Linked DNA regions of Ovis aries: regions 2 and 3 are each linked to region 1. A link is a contact called in public Hi-C data. All regions are on one chromosome and are shown on one strand. The core of a region is the stretch at or near the end of the contact, and the rest is flanking DNA. Distances in the headings are between cores, read along the strand shown. Region 1 holds the start of KDM7A (lysine demethylase 7A). Region 2 overlaps SLC37A3 (solute carrier family 37 member 3). Region 3 holds the start of RAB19 (RAB19, member RAS oncogene family).

What was found. A called contact is a pair of places that touch in the nucleus more often than the background predicts.
Region 2: a contact with region 1 is called in a Hi-C map of tail adipose tissue, with 4 times the contacts expected there. The contact joins the enhancer-like site here to the promoter of KDM7A in region 1. A contact is called at or near these places in 5 of 16 Hi-C or Micro-C datasets (blood, mixed tissues and tail adipose tissue).
Region 3: a contact with region 1 is called in a Hi-C map of blood, with 5 times the contacts expected there. The contact joins the promoter of RAB19 here to the promoter of KDM7A in region 1. A contact is called at or near these places in 4 of 16 Hi-C or Micro-C datasets (blood, muscle, omental adipose tissue and 1 more).

The regions. Positions count from the first base shown.
Region 1 is chr4:105,027,997-105,032,120 of ARS-UI_Ramb_v3.0, forward strand. KDM7A (lysine demethylase 7A) reads right to left here and starts at 1,799. Exons shown (of 17, transcript XM_060414895.1): 1 at 1,554-1,799. The coding sequence starts at 1,747. LOC105609820 (a long non-coding RNA gene) reads left to right here and starts at 2,019. Exons shown (of 2, transcript XR_001434620.4): 1 at 2,019-2,504; 2 at 3,990-4,124.
Region 2 is chr4:105,159,180-105,163,614 of ARS-UI_Ramb_v3.0, forward strand. The region is part of intron 14 of SLC37A3 (solute carrier family 37 member 3); the gene reads right to left. Among named protein-coding and RNA genes, the nearest start is that of SLC37A3, 53 kb to the right of the region's middle. Within about 2 kb of position 2,407, at least 4 of the 54 cell types and tissues checked have an H3K27ac peak or open chromatin away from gene starts, as enhancers often do.
Region 3 is chr4:105,219,567-105,223,765 of ARS-UI_Ramb_v3.0, forward strand. RAB19 (RAB19, member RAS oncogene family) reads left to right here and starts at 1,726. Exons shown (of 5, transcript XR_006059708.2): 1 at 1,726-1,826.

The sequences.
Region 1 (4,124 bases), core at 549-3,048:
ACTAACTGTACCCAGCGCTCAACACTGACAGGAACGCTGTCCGTGAACTGGTTTTCTCTCCCAGGGCCAGTAGAGGGAGACCAAGACATCTGGCCTGGTCGTGTAGTGTTTCTGCAAAATTGGGGAGGGGGGGGAGCGGAGGCTGTATTTAAATGTCCTGCTGTCAATCAAAGGACACTTCCTACAATCACAGTCACCATATCTGCTATTACCCGCGAGCGTACTCTCGCCCAGAAACACCCCGAAACGGGGCTCGGGAAACCTGCTTCACCTAAAAGTGACCGCAGGCCTTGCCACAACACCCAAATAAGGACTTGGGGAGCCCAACCTCAACTAGTTTCTTTGTTTAAATGCCTGCGAATCCCTCCCACGCCGGAGTCAAGAGGCTGTGGCGCCGCCCTTTATTAGCCTCACACTTTGATTACAAAACACACGAGTCGGCGGCTCGGCGGCGGGGGCGGCCCGAGCTCTCACAAACGTCAAACCCGAGACACAGGCGGCGGCCGAGGCAGAGGGCGACGCTCGCCGCCCCCGCCACCCGCCCCGAAGTCCCCACCAGCCGGCCAAAGTTCGCCCGCACCAGGCGCCCCGGGCGCTGGCCCCCCAGTCGCCGGCCCCCGGTCGCCGTCCCCTCGGGCGATTGGGGACGTTTCACTCTTTGTAACAAAGTTTGAGCCGCGGCGCGGGGGCGGCCGCGGGGGGTTGGGGGCGCGAGGCTGTCCCTTCGGGCCCCGCTGCCCACTCCATCCGCTCCACCCCCGCCGGGACGGGCTGAGCCGCTCCGGCGGCTGGGGGCCGAGACCCGAGCCGCCCGCCGTCCCGCCCGGGACCCCCGGCCCGAACTTCCGACTGGCATCTCTCTCGAGTCCCCGCAAGTGCCTCCTCATCTGTTGCTCTGTTTACTCCGCTGGAGCCCCGCCGGGCCGGCGCTGCCGACGCCCCCGTCCCAGCGCCCCACGGCCGAGGAAGTTTGATAAAAAGCCCGGGGAAGGGGGCGCGACCGCGACCCGCGGGCGGGCGGGCGGCTGAGGCGAGGAGGGCAATTTCTGGAGACCCCCGGGTCGGGGCCGACCACTCGCTGCCCGGAAGGAAGGAGCGGTGGCCGGTCGGGCAGGGCGGTCGGCCGGGTGGCGACTCCGGGCCGGGAGCCCCGGCCGGGCGGGGCGGCGGCCGGGCTGCGGGCGCGGCGGGCCGGGCCGGGCCGGCGCTCCGCCCGCCGCCTCCGCTGGCGCCTGCCCCGGCCGCGTCCCCTCGCCCCGGTACCCCCCCTGCCAACTTCTCGGCCGGTCCCCTTTGTTCCCGTTTGTTGTGGCGACTCTTCGGCCGGCCGGGCGATCCCACCAGCCCCCTCTAAGCCCGCCGGGCGCCCGGCGAGCCCGGGGCCCCGCGCGCCCCGCTGCCCGGGCCGGGGGGCTCGGCACCCGGGCCCGTGGGCGCTCGGTGCGGCGCGGCGGCCGGGCGGCCGGCGGCGCGAGCGGCCGGCGCGGCGACGGCGACGGTTGGCCGGTGGCCGGCGGCGGCGGCGGCGGCGGGGTTGGAGGGGGTTTATTTACCTGCCGTGGAACCAGTCCTTGCAGATATCGCACTCGATCATGAAGCGGTTCACGTCGTACGGCTGCCGGCACACACAGTACACCGGCGGGGGCGGCGGGGCTGCCGAGGCCCTGCCCGGAGCCGCCACCGACACGGCTGCCGCGGCGGCTCCAGCTGCTGCTCCCGCGGCCACCGCCGCCGCCGCTCCGGCCATCTTTAAAAAACACACACACACACACGCTCGCTCGCTGCTCCGCTTGCAGACTGGAGCGAGCGCAGCCGCCAGCCAGCGCCGCCTCCTGCAGCAGCCGGAGCAGCAGCCGCGGCGGCGGCGGCGGCGGCGGCGGCGGCGGCGGCGGCAGCGTCTCAGTGCGCGCGCGCGAGGCCGCAGCCGGGCCCGGAGGGGGCGGGCGGCGGGCGGCGGCGCGCGCACGCCGCCAGGGGACCGAGCCCGGCTCCTTCCGGCGCTCCGCGCGAGGCCGCGCGTGTCGCGCACGTCGTTCTGCCGCCCGGCGCGCGCGCCCGCTCCGCTCGCGTCGACCGGGCGGAGGGAGACTCGCTGAAGGGCACGCGGGACGAGGGAGGCGGAGGGAAGCAGAGGCTCCCTGAGGACACGCGCGGCGGCGCGGGGCGCGCGGCCCCGGGAGGAGGGCTGCGGGTGCGTGCGAACGGCCGGCTCCGGCGTTTCTGAGTGACCGCGGAGGCCGGGGAAGTTCCTGCGCAGTGGAAAGCGGCGCGCTACGTCTGTGCCATGGACCCGGGACCCGAGGAAATTAAAGCCCCGCCGGGGCCATCTCCCGACCCCTGGAGTATCTTAAATCAATTAACCTCCGCCGGTCCGAGCCGAGGGTTAACAGCACAACGATCTGCTTAAGTCCTGTTGAGGGGCAGGAGTGTGCTTCCAACTTCCAAAAACGTCCCACCCGAATTCCCACCGACCAGCCAGGAATGTAGTGTTGATGGAGCCACTGGTAGGTGAAGGAGGTTGTTCCCGAGAGGAATTCATTTAATGTCTGGGAGCGGAGAGGAACCAGTCTTGAAATGTGGTGGGTGGAGAAAGGACCGGAGAGGAATCTGGCGTGCTTGTAAACAACACGACTTAGATGCGAATACTTAGATGAGTTCCAAGTTTGGAAAACAGTAATAAAGTTCTAAGTGACAGTGACACGTCGGAAAGGGACTGCTAGAAAAACGGTAATACGGGACTTGGCAGATAATAGGCCACTAATAAATAATTTTGAATGATGAGACTGATAATAAAAACAGCTAACACATCCAATAGGAATGGATTGCCTTGGTATCATAATTAGGCGAGTTGGATGTTAAGAATTATGGAACATTGTAATTTAACTATACTTCAATAAAATTATATATATGTGTATATATATATATATAGGAATTATGGGAACAGATGTTCACAGCTACATTTCGAAGGCATGTCTATCATTGATTAAAAAAAAAACAAACCCGTAACTGCCATCTCAGCCCAAGGCAGAGAATCACTGATACCTAGTCTAACCTTTTTATAATTGAGGAAAGCAATTAACTTGCTTAAAGTCTCAGAGCTGGGCTTGAACTAAAGTTTTTAAGTTTCTTGATTCCAGTCCTTTTTCTACCACACCATTGCTTGTCTCATATTTTGCATGAAAAGAAACACCTGGAAGTCAGAGTTGACCACAGAGTGAATGAGTTTGAAACCTGTTTCTGCTAGTGAAAAAAGAAAAGTTACTGTAATTTCGGCATAAGTTTAGAGGCATCCTGGACTGGGGTAGTGAAGAGCCTTACATTCAAATCCTGTTTTGTCGAAGCTGTGTGACTTTGAGCAGGTTAGTCTGTTTCTCTTGAATTAGATTTTGAAGATCTCTTGGAAGAAAAATTATGGATAATAATATCTTACTTAACTACCTCACAGAGACTTTATCACAAGCAGAAGAGACCATGTATTTTTAAAAGTACACTGTAGAGGATGTGTGTTGTCATAGAAGGGGAGGCAGTAGAAACTGTCATGTTGGAGTCATGATGAGAAGGGCATTCAGACAGGGAGGTGGCCTGGTATGGGGGTGTTCTTGGTGCTAGAGGAACCACCTGGCCTTGGGATGTCAGCATGGATGGAGTGAGAGGGTAGCCAAGCAGAGGAGGAGACAGCAGTGATGATTAGAGATAGGTAATGTACAAGAGGATTGATAAGTAAATATATTAAGGAAAATGGGAGCTAATTTCTCACTGTTGAGAAAGAGAGTTAGAAATATGGAAAGGAAACTAAAATGAAACTTGTAGTAGTGAACTGGTAATAGAGGTATCAATCTATTTCTATTTATAGAAATAAATATAGTTATATAAGTCCATGCATACTCTGTCCACCAAGAAAGTCTGGGACACAACAAAATGATGAGGGCATCTAGCCCAGATCTTGGTTTCTAAATACTGTTCTCCACTTCATTTTTCTTCTTGGCCAGATGGCTGATTCCAGGACTGGAAGAAAGAAGTAAAACAAGAGACTGGAGTCCCTAGTTGTGCCAGAAAACAAGCGTATGTTCAAGAATTATGGGGCATGTCAAGAGGACACAGGGCAATTTGTGTCCCAAATCTGG
Region 2 (4,435 bases), core at 1,157-3,656, 130 kb after region 1:
CCTTAGGTATTATTTCTTTTAATGGAATCCACAGCAATAGTTAGGTTCCTGAAACTCTATGATGAGCCTCAGAAAACAAACAAAATGCTAAGTAAATAAGCAAACACGCATAGACACATACAATCGTATCCTGATGTCACTCCTTGGGGCGCGGTGATAGCTATTAAACACGCTGAGGGCCTTAGAAGCGCTCAAATGAAAGGCTTTACCTAAATTCAGTTATCCTATTACAATCCACAAGAACATTTTCACCCAAAGGGGTGGCATTTTTACGAGTATTTCACTGATGATGAAGTTATGGCAACTTCCTTGGGCTTCAAGGGGATTTAAAATGGTTGCAAATGATTTTACTTGTTACCTAATTTCGGAAAGGACAAAAAGGAAAAATAAGCTATTTCTTTAATCGGAGGGCAGTGGCAGATGAGAAAAAGCTGACTCATGGCACTTTAGATGCAAGACCGTTATTCAAAGCGAGTTAAACATTCATTAGCAAGAAGGGTGCGGCCGGGGCGCGGGGGCGGGGGGGGGGGGCGGGCGCTTCCCTGGTGGGTCAGTGGTAAAGAATCCGCCTGCCAGTGCAGGAGACGCAGGCTAGATCCCTGGTCCAGGAAGATCCCACGTGCTGCAGAGCAACTAAGCCCATGCACCGCAACTACTGAGCCTGTGCTCCAGAGCCCGTGCTCTGCAACGAGAGGAGCCACCGCAGTGAGAAGCCATGCACCACAGCTAGAGAGCAGACCCCACTGCTGCGCCTGGAGAAAATCCCACGCAGGAAGGAAGACCCAGCACAGCCACAAACAGATAATCCTAAGAAAAGAAAGACGAGTAAGGGGACTCCCTGGCGGTCCAGTGGTTAGGACTCAAGAGTTCTCACCGCCAGGACCCAGTTTAATCCCTGGTTGGGGAACTAAGATCCCGCAAGCTATGCAACTTGGCCATGAATGAAGAACAAGGTAAGAGTAGGGACCGTGGTCAAGACGAAGGGGCAGAGCTGGCTCAGGTGGGCACGTGGCACTCCACGGCCGAGAGGAGGGAAGACCAGAGTCTGTCGGGTGGGAGATCTTCCCGAGCCTCAGGCGGAAGGACCAGGAAAGAGGGAAGAGATGCTCTTTAAAAAGGCAAACCTGGAGCGCGGAGGGGCACTCAGCCCAGCAGCAGGAGCGAGGCGGCAGGCAGTTTTAAGACAAAGCTTCGCAGCGTCTGGCCGGCCTCTCACCTGCGGGACTGCAGCTCAGAGGACAAGAGCTTTAGCACACCATATACCTTGGAAGGAAGCCTAGGACAAGATTCAAGTCAAACGAGAAGAGGACGCGTGGCATCACAGAAACCAACACTGATGTCAGAAGACCTGGGTTCTGAGTCAGTCCTGCTGTCCGATATTAGATGTGTGTCCCCGGGCAAAGCCATGAGCTTCTCAGAGCCTTAGCTCTCCAGTCTAAGGACCAGATCCATCCCCTCCTACGTCACAGGGGGTAGGACACAGCGATGGATAGGAGGGCACCTGCAAAAGTCGTGTGAAGGAAGGCAGGCAAGGAGGGAGGGAGGAAATGAGGCCAGGGAGATGAGAAGCTGAAAATAAACAAATAAAAGAGGTGCACACACATGAAGCATTGTTCTGGTGATGGTGGGAAGACCACACCCCTGGGGCTTAAGCACAGAATGCCCTTTCAAATGCTAGTCTTGACTTACACATACATTTGTATATAGTTATATGCGTGTGTGCAGTTGAAAGTACCACATAGTTTTATTATATATATACATAGTCACCTAGAATTATTTATAACACATATATAACAATTTAATTTGTATTATCTGTGTTCACACATATAAATTTCATACAGAATCTGATTTATTCTGGATATATGCTGAAACAAACTTGGTCACAGGAAATGATTGGGGCATTTATAGAAAAGCAAAAGGAAGATGGGGCTTCCTTGGTGGCTCAGACAGTAAAGAATCTGCCTGCAGTGCAGGAGACCAGGTTTCGATCCCTGTGTTGGGAAGATCCCCTGGAGAAGGGAACAGCTACCCACTCCAGTATTCTTGCCTAGAGAATCCCAGGGACAAAGGAGTCTGGCAGGCTACAGTCCACAGGGTCACAGAGACAGACATGACTGAGTGACTAAGCGAACACACACACACACATGGGCACACACACACACGGGCACACACACACGGGAACATGAACACATGGGAACACATGGGAACTCACACACGGGAACACGAACACACACAGGAACATGAACACATGGGAACACACACGGGAACTCACACACGGGAACATGAACACACACACGGGAAGGTAAACCAGCTGTCTTGATTAAATAGCTGCTGCAACCTTGGACATGGAGTTGACTCTTTCATATTCACAATGTAATTGAGGAAATGACAACTTAACCAGAAACAATCAGAGAATAAAATAAGGCAGTAAAACCACTCAGCCCGGGCAGACTTCATAGTCTACCTGCAATGGCTCAAGAAGTTCAAAGGAAAGAAAGAGCATTAGAAGGGGGTAAACAGGAAAAGCTCCATGGAGATTAACACATACACAGAACTATATATAAAACAGATACTCTGGATAGCACAGGGAAGTCTACCCAATATTTTTTAACAACCTATAAAGGAATAAAATCTGAAAAAGGATACACACACACATATAGATATAAAACGGAGTCATTTTGCTGTACACCTGAGACTAATACAACATTCTAAATCAACTATACTTCAATTTAAGTAACCTGGCCATTCACTGCAGGAAGCGGTATCCTAGTTAAAGCAAGAGGAAGGGCAAGGTGCAGGGTCAGGAAGACACACCCACTAGATGCCCTTTCCACTCTCATTTTCCTTCCACCTTTTCCAACATGATCAACATTTACTCAGCACCAACCATGCAAGAAACTAGGCATTGGGAGAAAACGACCAATAATCTCCTTGGAGAGTCAGATATAAAAATAGGTAAGCAGCTAAGCACCAAGTAAGTAATCTTACGCTCACTACCAAAAAAAGGCGAGACAGTGGATGCTAGTAAGGCTGGCTGGGAAGCTGTTCTTGGACCACATGTTGCTTGGCCAAGACTTGAAGGAAAAGTAAGACTCAGAAAACAGAGAGTTAAAAAGAGGTATTATGGATACAAAGTGTGAATCAACACAAGACGTTAAGCACTACAGTGTGAGTATATCAGTAAATACTGAACTGTACACTTAAAGTGGTTAAGAGCATACATTTTATGTTACATGTATTCTATCACAGTTAAGCTTTTTTTCATCTAAAAACCAAACCAAAAAACTGGTACTTCCTTACCAAAAAAAAAAAAAAAAAAGACATAAATACTGCCATTTGTAGCCAACTAATAAATGACTGGGCTTCCCTGGTAGCTCAGCAGTAAAGAATCTGCCTGTCAATCCAGGAGACACAAGTTTCCATCCCTGGGTTGGGAAGATCCCCTGGAGAAGGAAATGGCAACCCACTCCAGTATTCTTGCCTGGGAAATCCAATGGACAGAGGAGCCTGGCAGGCTCCAGTCCATGGGGAAGCAAAAGAGTCAGACACAACTTAGCAACTAAACAACAGTTAAGATGACCAGTCTGATTCTGTAGCAAGTTCGTGTAGAGGGACAGTGGGAGATTCAATTAAGAAATAGACAGAAGCTGGGCTGTGGGAAACCTCGGGCAAACAGGTACACCCGATTCTCTCAACCAAGGTTTCTAACTTTGTGTTCCAAGGATTGGCTTCAAGTTTTGGTCCACGAACACCCTGTAATAAGTCTTTTTTTTCCTCTCTAATAATTTTGCTTTTACTTTTGGCTGTGCTGGGTCTTCGTCACTGCGAGGGCTTTTCTCCAGTTGTGAAGCACGGGCTCCGGGGCTCACGGGCCTCTGCGGTCGCAGCTCTAGAGTACAGGCCCTAGTTGTGGCGCACGGGCTTGTCACTCCACGGCATGCGGCACCTCCTGGATCAGGGGTCGAACTTGAGCCTCCTGCATTGGCAGGCAGGTTGTTTACCACTGAGCCACCACGGAAGCCCCCTTGTAACAAATCTTGAATGTTTGATCTGGGGAGAGGGTACATGCGTTTTGGATTCTCAAAATGGCTTCTGACTTAGGAAAATTTGAAAACCATTCATGAAGGCAATTGGCAGTGTGGTCTGGGTGGGGACAGGATGGGGACTGAGGCTACATAAGTTGAGCTCACTTCCCTTGAGACTTGCTCTTAACTAAACACCAGATAGTATTATGTAAACAGGTGCCATACCTCTCTTTAGGACTTAACAGAACTATTGTTAGGATCTAAGAACAGCTCTCTGGGAAAGCTGGTGACCCCTATTACAGAAACTAGCAGAAGATGAACAGAGAAGAGAACCCAGTGAAAAAAAAACAGGCGGTAAGGAGATTCAATACATTGAAATGCCGTAAAAGCCAAAGGAAAAAAAGTCCTGG
Region 3 (4,199 bases), core at 476-2,975, 190 kb after region 1:
TTTGTCATGGATCTTGACTTATATCTCATTTTCAAGCCTCATATACATGACCATAGCTTTCAAAACACCATCTGCAGCAGCAGTATTTGGCAGTGTTTTTGGTTGTTTGTTTTCTTGCTTTACCTGCCAACATTGGGTTTATCCTCCCTGAGAGGTTCCTGGGGATACATGTGTGTTCACTCGATCAGTTGTGTCTGACTCTTTGTGACCCCATGGACCATAGCCTTCTAGGCTCCTCTGTCCATAGGATTTTTTCAGGCAAGGACACTGGAGTGTGTTGCCATTTCCTCCTCCAGGGGATCTTCCCAATCCAGGGATCAAATCCGAGTCTGCTGTGTCTCCTGCGTTGGCAGGCGGATTCTTTACCACTGTGCTACCTGGGAAGCCCTCCTGGGGATATAAGAATACATATAACTGATTCACGTTGTTGTTCAGCAGAAACTAACACAGCATTGTAAAGCAATTATACTCTAATCAAACATTTTTGTTTAAATTTAAAAAAAGAGAGGTTCCTGCAAGTGATATGTAAATGGAACTTTGGATAAGATAAATCATCATTTACAGTTTCTCTAAAGAAATGTTGCTGTGTAGTGAATAAACTGTCCTCTCTTTCAGTGCCAGGCCTCTACACGCAGTAAGAAGTACATCTTACATCACCCCCGGCACACACCTCCCTGTTCACAACTGACACAAACAGTTCAGGAAAACAGGAATGCATTCTGAATTGTTTTCTTCATCTCTTTGGTAAAAATGCTGGTTACAGCCCACTGAAATTGACTTCGTGACTCATAATGAGTCTCAGCCCACAGTTTGAAAACACTATGCCAGTTTCGTATTTTATCAATCCAGATGTTCTGTTTTGCATGTGGTGCTTGCGGCTTAACTGCCTACTCGGCACATTCTACATAGTGGAGCCGAGCTAGTCCCCAGGCTGGGAGAAGCAGAGACTCTTCCAGACTCTGTGGGGGGAGAGTCAAAAAGGAAAATTCAGCTCAGCTTGATGCCTCCATGGCCACCATCGGGAACTGACGGATGCCAGGTCTTCTTAGAAATTAACCTTTGTTTTGGGGTAGATTTTGAGGGGGGAAGGAAACATTTTTTCCAGCTTTGAAAGAAAGAAAAGATAGCGCTAAGTCGTGTCCAACTCTTGCGACCTATGGACTGTAGCCTGCCTGACTCCTCTGTCCATGGGATTTTCCAAGCAAGAATACTGAAGTGGGTTGCCATTTCCTTTTCCAGGGGATCTTCCCAATTTAGTTCTTCAGTCTTCTCTTTGATCACCTCCTTTCGCTCAGTGACTCCTCAGCAAAGGTTATTCAAGCCCACAAAACAATTAAATGACTCAAAACCCAGGTCTGTAGTCCCCTTTAATTTGTTGTCCTTCAACTAGCCAGCCCCACCCAGGCAAACAGGGGACACCAGGAAAAAATGGGGATTGGGGCCGCCCAAGAGAAGGCAAGCAGAAAAAAGGAACAGGGTGGCTCAGTAGGTGTTGGCTGATACAGCTGGCTAGTCCTTTTCGTTCGGGCTGTGATGGATGACATGGGATGCTCCACGCTCAGAGGAAAGTTGACTTAGCGTGGCGGGTGTGGCCAGGACCTCACCCCGCGCTTTGTACCCAGTGGCAGCTCCTCCGGGTGGCGGGGGAGGGGGTGAGGAAGGAAGGTTTACACTTTCCTTTCGGTTTCTCGAGCCACTAAACCTGACACCTGGGGACAGAACTACAGTTCCCACCACACCTCGAGGCAGGAGGAAGAAGGGGCACGGAGGGCCAAAAGGAAAACCAGGAGAAAGAGCAAACACCTGCTGGCAGGCGTGAGCAACTGGTGAGCAACAGGTGGAGGCTGCAGGATGGAGGGTTTTGCGGCGGGTGGACATGGCTCTTTTCTCCTTGCAGGGCGTGTGAAGGGGGCTTTTGCAGAAAGCCTGAGAACTTACTGGGGGAGGCGGCCGGGGTCGGGGGAGAAGTAAGATTTCAGCTCACATGACAGTGGTTAGACACCGGAAGTAGAATGGCTTTCTTCATTTGAAAAGCCAGAGGGGGGAAAAGTGGTTTGGCTGTTTCTCTTTTTTGCTGGATCATGCGGCCACAGTAGCTTCAGGGAACCTCCTTCATTCATTTAAAGCTTAGAGTTTTTAAGTATAGATTTTAATTTGTGTGATGATACAGACTTGTCATGTTCTATGACTTTTGAGAAGACCAGAAAATAAAACTCGGAGAAATGAAGAAGGGTGTCATAGACAGGGACAATTTGTAGCACATCAAATTTAGTTATCAAACAGGATAAGCTTTCATGTATTTTTATGAGACATTTGATGAGGAGACGAAACACAACTGAAGAACAGTCAAAGGGTCTGGGATATCTGCTTCAAGGGGACCTGCTTGCTGCTCCAAATGTCTGCTGGGCTGTCGTGTGGACTAAGAATCCTGGCGTAGCATGAGGGTCCATGGTTAGAAACCTCAAAGACATAGATTTCAACCCTACGTAAGAGCTGTGCACACAAAATTGATTTTTGTCAGGAGGTAGTGAGCTCCTTGTGATCTGAGATGTTGAAGTGTAGATGGATGTTTAAGCAGAGATGCTGAGGGCAAGAATAAAGTTTCAGGTGGTTGACTGTGCTGGTTGATGCTTCCCAAACCTGGCTGCTTATCAAAATCACCTGGGAGTGTGTGCATGTTTTTACATCTATTTAGCAGATCTGAGATGGGCTCCGGAATATAGATACATATATTTTTAACTCTTTTATTATTTATTTATTTTTGGCTGTGCTGGATCTTCATTACTGTGTGCAGGCCTTCTTCAGCTGCAGTAAGCAGGGGCTATTCTCTAGTTGCGGTGCTCAGGGTTTTCACTGCGGTGGCTTCTCTTCTTGCAGAGCACAGGCTCCAGACACACGGGCTTCAGTAGTTATGGCACATGAGCTTAGTTGCTCGAGGTATGTGGGATCCTCCAGGACCAGGGATCAAACCTGTGTCTCCTGCATTGGCAGGCAGATTCTCTACCACTGAGCCACAGGGAGGTCCCTGTATATTTAATTATTTGATTACCTTCCCAGGTAATTCTGATAGTCAGTTAGAGAGACACTGTCATAAGGAACTTTTTTTCCAGCCTGTGGCAGAATACAGCACAAACATTCGAACCACCGGGTTTTTCATTTGTTTGTGCCTTTTGTTTTGTTTGGCTACGCTGCACAGCTTGTGGGATTCTGGTTCCCAGCACAAGCATGGAACCCAAGGCCTGGGCAGTGAAAGTGCAAAGTCCTGACCACTGGACCGCCAGGGAATTCCCCACAGTTTTCATTTTGGGTATTCTCAAAATCATAATTTCCCAGACAAGAAGAGCCTTTCTGAAACTGACTTCTCTGTTAAGCGTCCTTGGTGTTTGTTGCTAGTTGCCTGGACATTCAGACTTGCAGTGGTTTGTCTTCCTCCCGTGTGACATGGAGACAGGCTGAGCCCACCTTCCGCAACTGATGTTGTTCAGTTGCTCAGTCCTGCCCAACTCTTTGCGACCCTGTGACTGCAGCATGGGTCTGCAGTGTCCTTCACTGTCTCCCAGAGTTTGCTCAAACTCATGTCCATCGAGTGGATGATGCCATCCAGCCATCTCATCCTCTGTTACCCCCTTCTCCTCCTTCCCTCAATCTTTCCCAGCATCAGGGTTTTTTCCAGTGAGTCGGCTCTTCACATCAGGTGGCCAAAGTATTGGAGCTTCAGCTTCAGCATCGGTCTTTCCAATGAATATTGAGTCAATTTTCTTTAGGAACCAGTCAATCCACCTGATAAATGGCAGGTAAAACACACCTGCTGAGCCAGGCCACAGGGTGTGTGGGATCTTAGTTCCCAGACCAGGGATCAAACCCTCGCCCCCTGCAGTTGGAAGCACTGAAAGCGCAGAGTCTTAACCACTGGACCACCAGGGAAGTCCCAGTCAATGCTACCATCTGAGAGTGGGCCCAGACCGTAGAACCCCTTCATTCCAAGGTCACTCCTAAAGTAGCACCAACTCACCTAGGACAGGTGGGGTTTGTGGGGGCAGCTCCCTCTTACCTGACCAGTAATTAATGTTCTTCTCCTCCCACAAGGATGTCCGTGCTAGGAAAGCAGTGACCTTCCTCTGTCTTGTGCCGTCCTGAAACCTGAGTGCCAAGAATAGTTCCTGGCCGCCAGTAGCTGTTCACTAAAGATAGGCTGAATT